Linked DNA regions of Mus musculus: region 1 is linked to region 2. Evidence: chromatin contacts called from public HiChIP or PLAC-seq data. All regions are on one chromosome and are shown on one strand. The core of a region is the stretch at or near the end of the contact, and the rest is flanking DNA. Distances in the headings are between cores, read along the strand shown. Region 1 overlaps Psmd14 (proteasome (prosome, macropain) 26S subunit, non-ATPase, 14). Region 2 has its middle 54 kb from the start of Psmd14.

Region 1 (4,208 bases), core at 882-3,381, 110 kb before region 2:
TACAGTACAGGTAACATAACTGTATGAATTTGAGTATAACAGGCAGTAGGGATCACTGACTGTATATAATTACATTTTAAAAATTCAATGATATTTTATGACTTAATAAAGCTAAGTAATAATACATATGATTTTATAAAGTAATTTTACATATTTTTTTAAATTACAAAATAGTCAAGTCCTTTGCTATGAATATAGTTTCAAATATCATTTTCATATGAATTACAACTAATAAAAACTAATGGGAATTCGATATTACACAATACTTTAATGCAAGTTTAGAAGCTAAAATTGCTCTCTAGAATTATACTTCAGAGATAAGCCATAAATAATGCTTGCAAATTACTGTGGTGGGAGCTTCACAAGTTTTAATTCTTTATTTCTAGGACAATAATTATTATTAAATTATGTTACTGAAAAGATACCTTAAACATCAGAAAATTACATTGTACTTTAAATCTGGTAAGCAATGAGGACTTTCAACTTCATCTGTATAAGTAACAATTTACTTAGTAAAATAAAGGGTGAATAAATTGAAACACAGGGATCCAGAAAGCATTCAAGTTTCCTTAAATTGCCTAGCATATCAGTTGATACTATTATTGTTTGGGGGGACAGTTCTGCCTTTGAAAAGCTACATTACATCTCACAGGATCAAGCTTTAAATAAGACCTCAATTTTTATACATCATAATAATATGGTATCAGAAAACATTCCATTTCAAATTTGTACCACAAAGCATCTGTGTTTTAACAATCTCACTTAGTTTGCTTCAGCTGCTGCATAGATATAAATGTAATCCACACCACTATAAACTCCAGGTCTGAGAGATATCAAGCTAATATTTATTTCTAAGTGCTTTTAAAATTATTTATAAAACCTGCATAAAAAGGATTCCGTGAGTGTATTGTGATTGTACTTTAACAATTATTCTGCACTACAATGGAAGTACATGCTCAAACAAGACACCTCAGCAGTATTTTAAAGCAGTAACCACCTAGCCAATTTCTCTATGTTCTGTAGTTTTTCTAATCCACTCTCCCTGTGGTTGAGCAAAATCGAATTGCCTCTCACATTTGCAGACAGCTCTGTGAAGGTGATAATAGAGCTGCACCCTGCTGTCATGAGGCAGGAAATAGGAAAATGGCATATGGGGCTAGAAAGAAAGAAATAAAAAAGGGGGAAAGAAAAAACGAAAAAACGAACAAAAAGAGAGAGAGAGAACTAAACAAGAACAAAAGAGATTTCAACAAAGGACAATATAACCCAATGTGCTCTGCAAGCTAACCTCTTTTCAGAGTCAGTCAGCATTTTTAATCATTCTTCTGGGTCCTCACTCCAAATACATGAATGGTTGATTACCAAGTCTTTGGGACAAGTTTTCATTGTCTAAAATATTTAGAATATCCAGAATATATCCTGCATAATGTCTGAAAAACAAAGCCCTTTAAAAATAACATTTTAAAGATATATTTATTAGATATTAGTAGAATGTATGAAGCTTTCAGTATGATTTAACATTCAAATTTATGAAAATTTTAAACATTAAGGATAAACATTCATTCATGATTGTAAATTAAAAGTAAAACCCCTACGTAATTTTTTAAAATTGCTAATACTATGACAAACATTTAAGGCCTTGAATAATTTCAATAAAAAGCATTCCTCTGTGTGTGTGTATGTGTGTGCATGTGTGTGTGTGTGTGTTTAATTAAGAACACTTTCAAATAAAGATTTTTATTACATGCATGTGTATAAAATGGCAGTAGACGGCAATGAAGTTAGAACTGACTCTACCTTTCCTTTTACACTCTGAATGGGATCCACAACCACTGCCACAGCTCTCTCCGACAAGGCTTCAAAGCTCTGCTGAGTGTTGATATCCACACCAGAAAGCCAACAGCCAAAGCCAGGGTGACTGTGATACCAACCAACAACCATCTCGGGCCTGAAACAAAGGGCACTCAGACTCAGAACACAGCAATGCATGATGAGAGGAGAGAAACAACACACTAACAGGGTATAAATTAAGAAAAGATGAAAGCACACAGGTGTGAAAAAGCACCATTAGAAACTCTGAAACCGGACACCATATTCTCCAGCAAACATGGAAATGAGTAAGTGTGACAAAGGAGGGCTATCATTAAGACACGCACATTAGCAGTGGTAGATAAGGCTTTCAGTTTTTCACCTTGTTACCACACTTTCTCAGAGCCAGTTTTTACCCTTTCAGCATTCAAGTAAATATCTACTCTTTAACTCCTTAGCTCTGGGAGCTGGGTTTTCCAGGCACCGAGCACATTTTTTAACAATGGACACCAGGATCAACTGTTGTGAAAGGATTAAATATCAATTAAACCAGCAGTAGAACTAGGAACTCAGTCAAAAACCAATTTGCACTGCTCTGCTCAGCTGCTGAGCCTTTTGCTAACATTAATTTTGAAGTTTTTTCCACAGTAGAAGAATCTGAGCAAGAGAATGACAACTATTGGGAGACTTAGCTTGAAGGAGAAAAAAAACCACTTGGATTACTGTCTTTAAAACTCATGTCTACACACATTTATTCACAACAACATTCGGCTGCACTTCTCAAATACACAGAAAATAACAGGTGTGTTGTTTACAAGTGAAGAGAACATAATTCTAGATGTTAAACAGAGAAACAGAATAGCCCAAGCCTATGACATGACAGCTGAGACTCTTAATACAAGGCCGTTTTCTGATTGGTGGACTTCAATTCAGGCTGTCAAGGGGCATCACACAGGCAGATCAACCATATTGACTCCTCCCCTAGTAATGATGTTTATAAATACTATTAACTTTAAGGTTCATTTCCAAACAACAACAACAACAACAACAACAACAACAACAACAACAACAAAAACCCACCTTCCTGTTTGTTTCAGCATATCCAACATTTTGGCTTGGAACACTGGATCAACTGCTTCAACACTGACACCCTATATTAGAAAAAAGAAAACTTTTTTCCTCTGAGTAAAATAAGAAAAGAAGAAACATACTGTAAAAAACAAAAAACAAAACAAAACAACAAAAAACCCTACCCCAACTGTGTATTATAATTTCATAGCTTTTTCTACATGTTATTTAATAGCTACTCAAATCACTGATTTCTAAAACCTGCCAAGTACTAAAGTGCTGTTAGCAAATGATTGAGACATCACTCAGGGTGTTACAAGTTCATGGTTGTTGCTCATATTTATAAGAAGTACCAAATAACTGACAAACTGTGATTTTTTTCTCAGTTATGCCTACCTATGGCAAGCATATCTCCTAATATCATTCTCTAACAGGATGAGAACTACAACTATTTATTGTACAATAATATTTTTCAATAATAGAAATAATTTGAAGAATAATCATATATTGCCTCATAAAACAGCAATCACAAAAACTCACTACCAGACCCAGACTACATAATCAAACTTCTTAAATATTGCATTAATTAATTTAATAAAAATATGACTACATGCAGAATAAGAAGGATTTATGTTAATAAAGTGTTAATATGAAGGATGACCTATTACAGGTCAGTGTCATCTATGTCTTACTAAGGCTTTCTTCCAACATCAGAAGCCTAAGTCTAATCTAGCTAAGAAGCAGTTTAACATAAATATTTCCTTCCCGCCATAGCAAATAGCACCATAATGAATTCCAAAGAAGGCATCCTTGGAAAATAAGATGTGCTCTGTTGCAAGCCTAAGAATATCTTTTGGGGGTTTTGTTTTCAATAAAGAGAAGGTGACGAGAGAAAAGGAAGAGGACTGGAGGAGGGGTAGGGTGCAGGGAGAAAGTAGAGGGGGTGACTATGCAGACGTATTCTTTACAGAAGAGCCTCTTGACTCGAGCCAGAAGAAATACTTTCTGATTCTACTACACAGAGTGAATATAAGAATCAAAATAGCCTATCTCACATCTTCAAGCAAGCATTTACATGGAGGCCTAGTGATAATGTATTATCTTCATTTTCTACATAGGGACTACCTATAACAGAAATAAGTTAATTTTTATGTATTTATATATTCTGATAGAAAAAGAAGATACAACAGCAGACTAAGATTAAAATCTAAATCTAAATTTGTGGTTAACATAGCATATCCATATGAACAAAAAGTATAATGGATATTCAGAAAGACAAAACAATTCCAAATCAATTTACGAAAGCAAAACAAAAACTTACTTACCTCATC
Region 2 (4,032 bases), core at 1,443-3,942:
TTCTGAATCTGGTTTTTGTCTCACACATACTAAATTTTACAAAACAGAAAGAAACAATAGAGCTTATTAGTAAAAACTTGTCTTGAATAGTAAATTAAGCATCATGGAAATAGGCACATGTTTTAGCACGGTTTCCCCCCTTTCTTACCAATCGAACATTTACATCTTTTTCAGTGCTGTGATTTTCCCCTTAAGTCTTAAGCTGGCACCAAGCACTTGCATCAAATGAGACTTACATCATTTGTATCTACAGGGAGAGAGAGGTCTTTGTAAGATTATATCCTAAGTGCAGGGCCTTAGCAAAAAGAGCCTTTTGCACTCACCCCTAACCTGTGTTAATCACCCTGGTCCGGGTGTTCTAAGAACCTACAGAACTAACTCATTTTGAAGACTGTAAATCAGTTGTCAGTGATAACTGGTATCAAAGTATGCCTTGCTCGCCAAGACCTGTAAATTCAGAGGTACACCTGACTACATCGTTTGTTATTAAGAGGTGGAGGTTTGTTATTAAGAGTCCCAGGTGGAGGCATCTTCGAAACCAATATATTTTCTTTATAACTGGTGTCAAATTGATGTATATATTAAAAAAAAAAACTTGGAAACTGATCTCAAAGAGGAAGTAACAGCCCAAGGAGCCATATGTTCAGGGAAGCTATCAGGTTTCCATTGGGACCAAATTTCACTTCACCTTTTTGTCCTTATGTGCAAATAAAAACTTATCTGTAAATATGCCATTCAAACAGCCATGCAAATTTGTGAGGTCTAAGGGCTGAGAAGAAACTACCCTAGGTCCGTAAAAAGCCAGCCGATAGAAGGTAAATAATTTTGTTAGCTATTGGCTATGCATAAGGCAACACGGGGATTGAAATCCATAAATTCACACCTTCAAATGAAATGCCTCCATAGAATTAGCTAACGAAGAAAAGGCTGATAAATAGTTAATAAATAAATTTCAATGTCGATGGAATTGCTGGACCCAGGTTTACATTAATGGATGTACCCTCCACCCTTGCTGTTAGATGGATTCCTAGTCTAACAGATTTGGGGATTTTTCCAAATGCAGGCTAACAGTATAGCAATGGAAAGTCTGTGATGGGCTAAGGGCTAAGGGCAGAGGGCTGCTCAGTGGGTTTCCAGAGAAACCAAAAGTACTTCTGCTTCCCAGTACAAAACACTTTATATAACTCTTTTTAGGAATTTTCAATTTTAAATCTTTATAGCATTTCAGTAGGTCATTACTTTACTGGTATGCCTGGGCATATTCTAGCGGGAAAATTACTTACATTGAGCACTGTGTAGCTTCCACTATGACTAGAATCAAAATCTAAAACCACCAAGATTCACTCAAGTCACTTGATTTTATATTTATATACTTTAATTAATAGACATTCTAACTTTAGGGGAAAGGCAATAATAGAAATGAAACCCTTGTGTCCTCAATAAGTCTTCACACAATTGTTTGTGTTGTTATACCAAGATTAAAGTCCGTAGAAAAAAATTATACTTCGTAGGTTATCCTGCAATTACTTCTTTTACCATCTATGGTTAGAGGAAAGTTTTATCACGTTAATTTAGGCACCTGATTAGCTAATAGCTAAGTGCCTTAGGAAAAACTGCAGCCAGCTCTTTGTTTCTGGGTTCTGGCTAAGACACTTTTGTCACAGGGAGGAACATCAAAGTCTTTAATCCTAAGAATGGCTGATGAAATGGTAGTTTAAATGTTTTTCTGCTCAACCATCAACTCTGCGGGTCAAAAAGGGAACCGCTGTGAAATCTCCCCTGGCTCCCCAGCGAGCCTCAACAGGTATGGAAGACTTTTTTTTTTTTTTTTTTTTTTTTTTTTTTTTTTTTTGACGAGACTTCGTTTATGATGCATTCTTTGGTGTTGCTGTTCATGTCCATCTTATCACGGAGCCAATTGATCGAGGAGGCACGCAGTGCACCAGCCATGCCCAGTCCCCATCTTCGGGTGCCCCGGGTCGTGGGAGGGTTACCTGCTTTGAAAAGACGTTCGTCTCACCAGCTACTGTCTTAGGTGGTATTCCCCAGGGTATGTGACACAGAAGCCCAGTTAGCCTAGTCTTGGGGTCAGGAGGTCAGGGGTTGGGAGTACAACTAATTGTAAGGCCCTCTCTGGCTTATTAAAGCACTCGCTCGCACTTGTGCTCAGGGCCAGGACGCTTGTGTGCGAGGGTCACAGCCCGAAGCCTTTGGGGGACGCGTTGGCGGGGGGTGCGGGGGGGGGGTAGGGCTTGACCATGCCGACAGCTCAGGCGAGCGGGGTCTCGGCAGCTCGCACCAAGGTTGGAAGCCTATGCGGTAAAGACCCAGCTCGGCCCGGATCTGGCTTTGTTTTTTCTGGCTCTCTTTGGTTTGTCCCCGGGCCTCTGGCGTGACTCGGGTCCCCTCACAGACCAGTGCGTCCGCTCCCCCGCAGGCAGGCAGGCAGGCAGGCCGGGCGGGCGTGCGCATTAAACGTGGGTCCCGGGCGCCCCATGCGGGCTGCGCTCGCTCGCTCGCTTCTCTCGCCCGGCCGGCCAACCCGGGTGCGGCTCGCCAGCGGCGGGGAGGACGCGCGGGAAAGCCAGGGAGCGGGAAGCGGGCGACGGCGGGCCCGCTGGAAAGGAGGGAGCGCCGCAGGCGGGAGGACGACGCGCGGAGGAGGGAGCGGGAGGAAGGAGGGAGCGCGGCAGGCAGGCGGAGGGAGGGCTGATTAGCATGCAGCAGCGCTCGCGCGCCCGGCTCCATTGTTTTAACACCTCCCCTCTCCTCCGCGCCAATCTGTCACCGTTCAGCAGGCGAACGCTGCTGCCTCAAATGCTGCTCTTCTCAAATGAGACGGATAATTAGTTGCCCCGCACGAATGCCGCACTCTTCTCACCCCTGATTGCTATCACCTTCTTGCTCCTGGCAGTTTTGACACCTCGTAATCAGCCTGCTGCTTTTCTCTTTTCTTCCCGACTTCTGCTTCCCTCCCCCCTTCCTTCCTAGTTGATTTATTTATTTATTATTATCATTTTAAATGCAATCTCGGTCCCTATTTGGACGAGTGCTCCTCGGAGTTAACCTTGCATATACGTGTGTGCCTATATATGCATATGTAAACTAGGGTGTGTGTGTGTGTGTGTGTGTGTGTGTGTGTGCGCGCGCGCGCGTGAGCAAGGGGCGGGCTGGCAATTTTGCGGGAAACACTGCTTCCACGCGGAGAGAATTTTCTCCTAAAGATATTTTGGGGTGGGAGAAGTTGGGGAGAGGGATGGGAGGGAAGAGTTAGGGAGACCTCAATTAATGCTTTAAAGATCTCTTAGAAATTAACAAACTGGGGAGTCTCGGAATCTGCTGTCAGAAGCGTGTTTTCCCCTCTCTCCTCTAACAAGCACTGACAGTCTAATTACTGTAGCTACAAGCAGCTGTCGAGGCAGCAGCCCGGGAGCGAAGGCGCCACGGGATGAGCGCTCACCGCCGGCCCCTGTGCCCAGCCTAACCCGCCGAACCACGGCCAGACTTGTGAGGATGGAGAGAAGAGCGAGGCCCGGCACCCGGCAGCCTCGCCAGCCCACGGCCGGCCTGCGAGCCAGCAGACTCCCTTATTGTTTCATATTTATAAAGTCTTTACCTTGAAGGTTAAAAGACGTGAAGAAGAAAGGAGGGGACTGGGGGGGGGGTGCGAAGAAAATCTTTTAAGCTTCCATCCATTCCTTTTCTACCTCCTCAAGTCTTCCCTCCCCCGGTGTTGGTAAAATAACCACGCAACCCGGGGCTGAGGGGGCGGGGTGAGCCAGGCTGGAGTGTAAGAAAGCAGATGTCCCCGCTGGCAGCAGCCTCAGCCTCCGGGGAAAGCTGCACCCGGGGGGGGGGGGCATCCCGAGGACATTCACCTCCCACTTCTCAGGCATCCCGCTCACAACTGCCTCGCCCACGGGTGGTTCCCCCCACCCCCCATCCCAAAATCAGCGTTTTGCGCACGTAGCTTTCTTACCTGGGAGCTGTTCTTACCCGGGCTACGCCTAGCAGAAGCCCAGAGACAGCCCT

Evidence for each region. HiChIP or PLAC-seq counts read pairs in DNA pulled down with a chosen protein or histone mark.
Region 1: an H3K4me3 HiChIP or PLAC-seq map of embryonic forebrain shows a contact between it and region 2, with 2.8 times the contacts expected there. The contact joins two enhancer-like sites. A contact is called at or near these places in 1 of 39 promoter capture datasets (the C10 cell line), 8 of 484 Hi-C or Micro-C datasets (8-cell embryo, the Ba/F3 cell line, the C10 cell line and 5 more), 3 of 115 datasets of contacts at active chromatin or transcription factors (embryonic forebrain, embryonic stem cells and forebrain) and 2 of 9 other capture datasets (adipose tissue and embryonic tail).

The regions. Positions count from the first base shown.
Region 1 is chr2:61,762,589-61,766,796 of GRCm38.p6, reverse strand. Psmd14 (proteasome (prosome, macropain) 26S subunit, non-ATPase, 14) reads right to left here. Exons shown (of 12, transcript NM_021526.2): 6 at 2,890-2,960; 7 at 1,798-1,948. Among named protein-coding and RNA genes, the nearest start is that of Tbr1, 40 kb to the left of the region's middle. Within about 2 kb of position 2,131, at least 11 of the 459 cell types and tissues checked have an H3K27ac peak or open chromatin away from gene starts, as enhancers often do. A contact at or near this core is called in embryonic forebrain, where this site is marked.
Region 2 is chr2:61,655,266-61,659,297 of GRCm38.p6, reverse strand. No RefSeq gene overlaps it. Among named protein-coding and RNA genes, the nearest start is that of Psmd14, 54 kb to the left of the region's middle. Within about 2 kb of position 2,692, at least 157 of the 459 cell types and tissues checked have an H3K27ac peak or open chromatin away from gene starts, as enhancers often do. A contact at or near this core is called in embryonic forebrain, where this site is marked.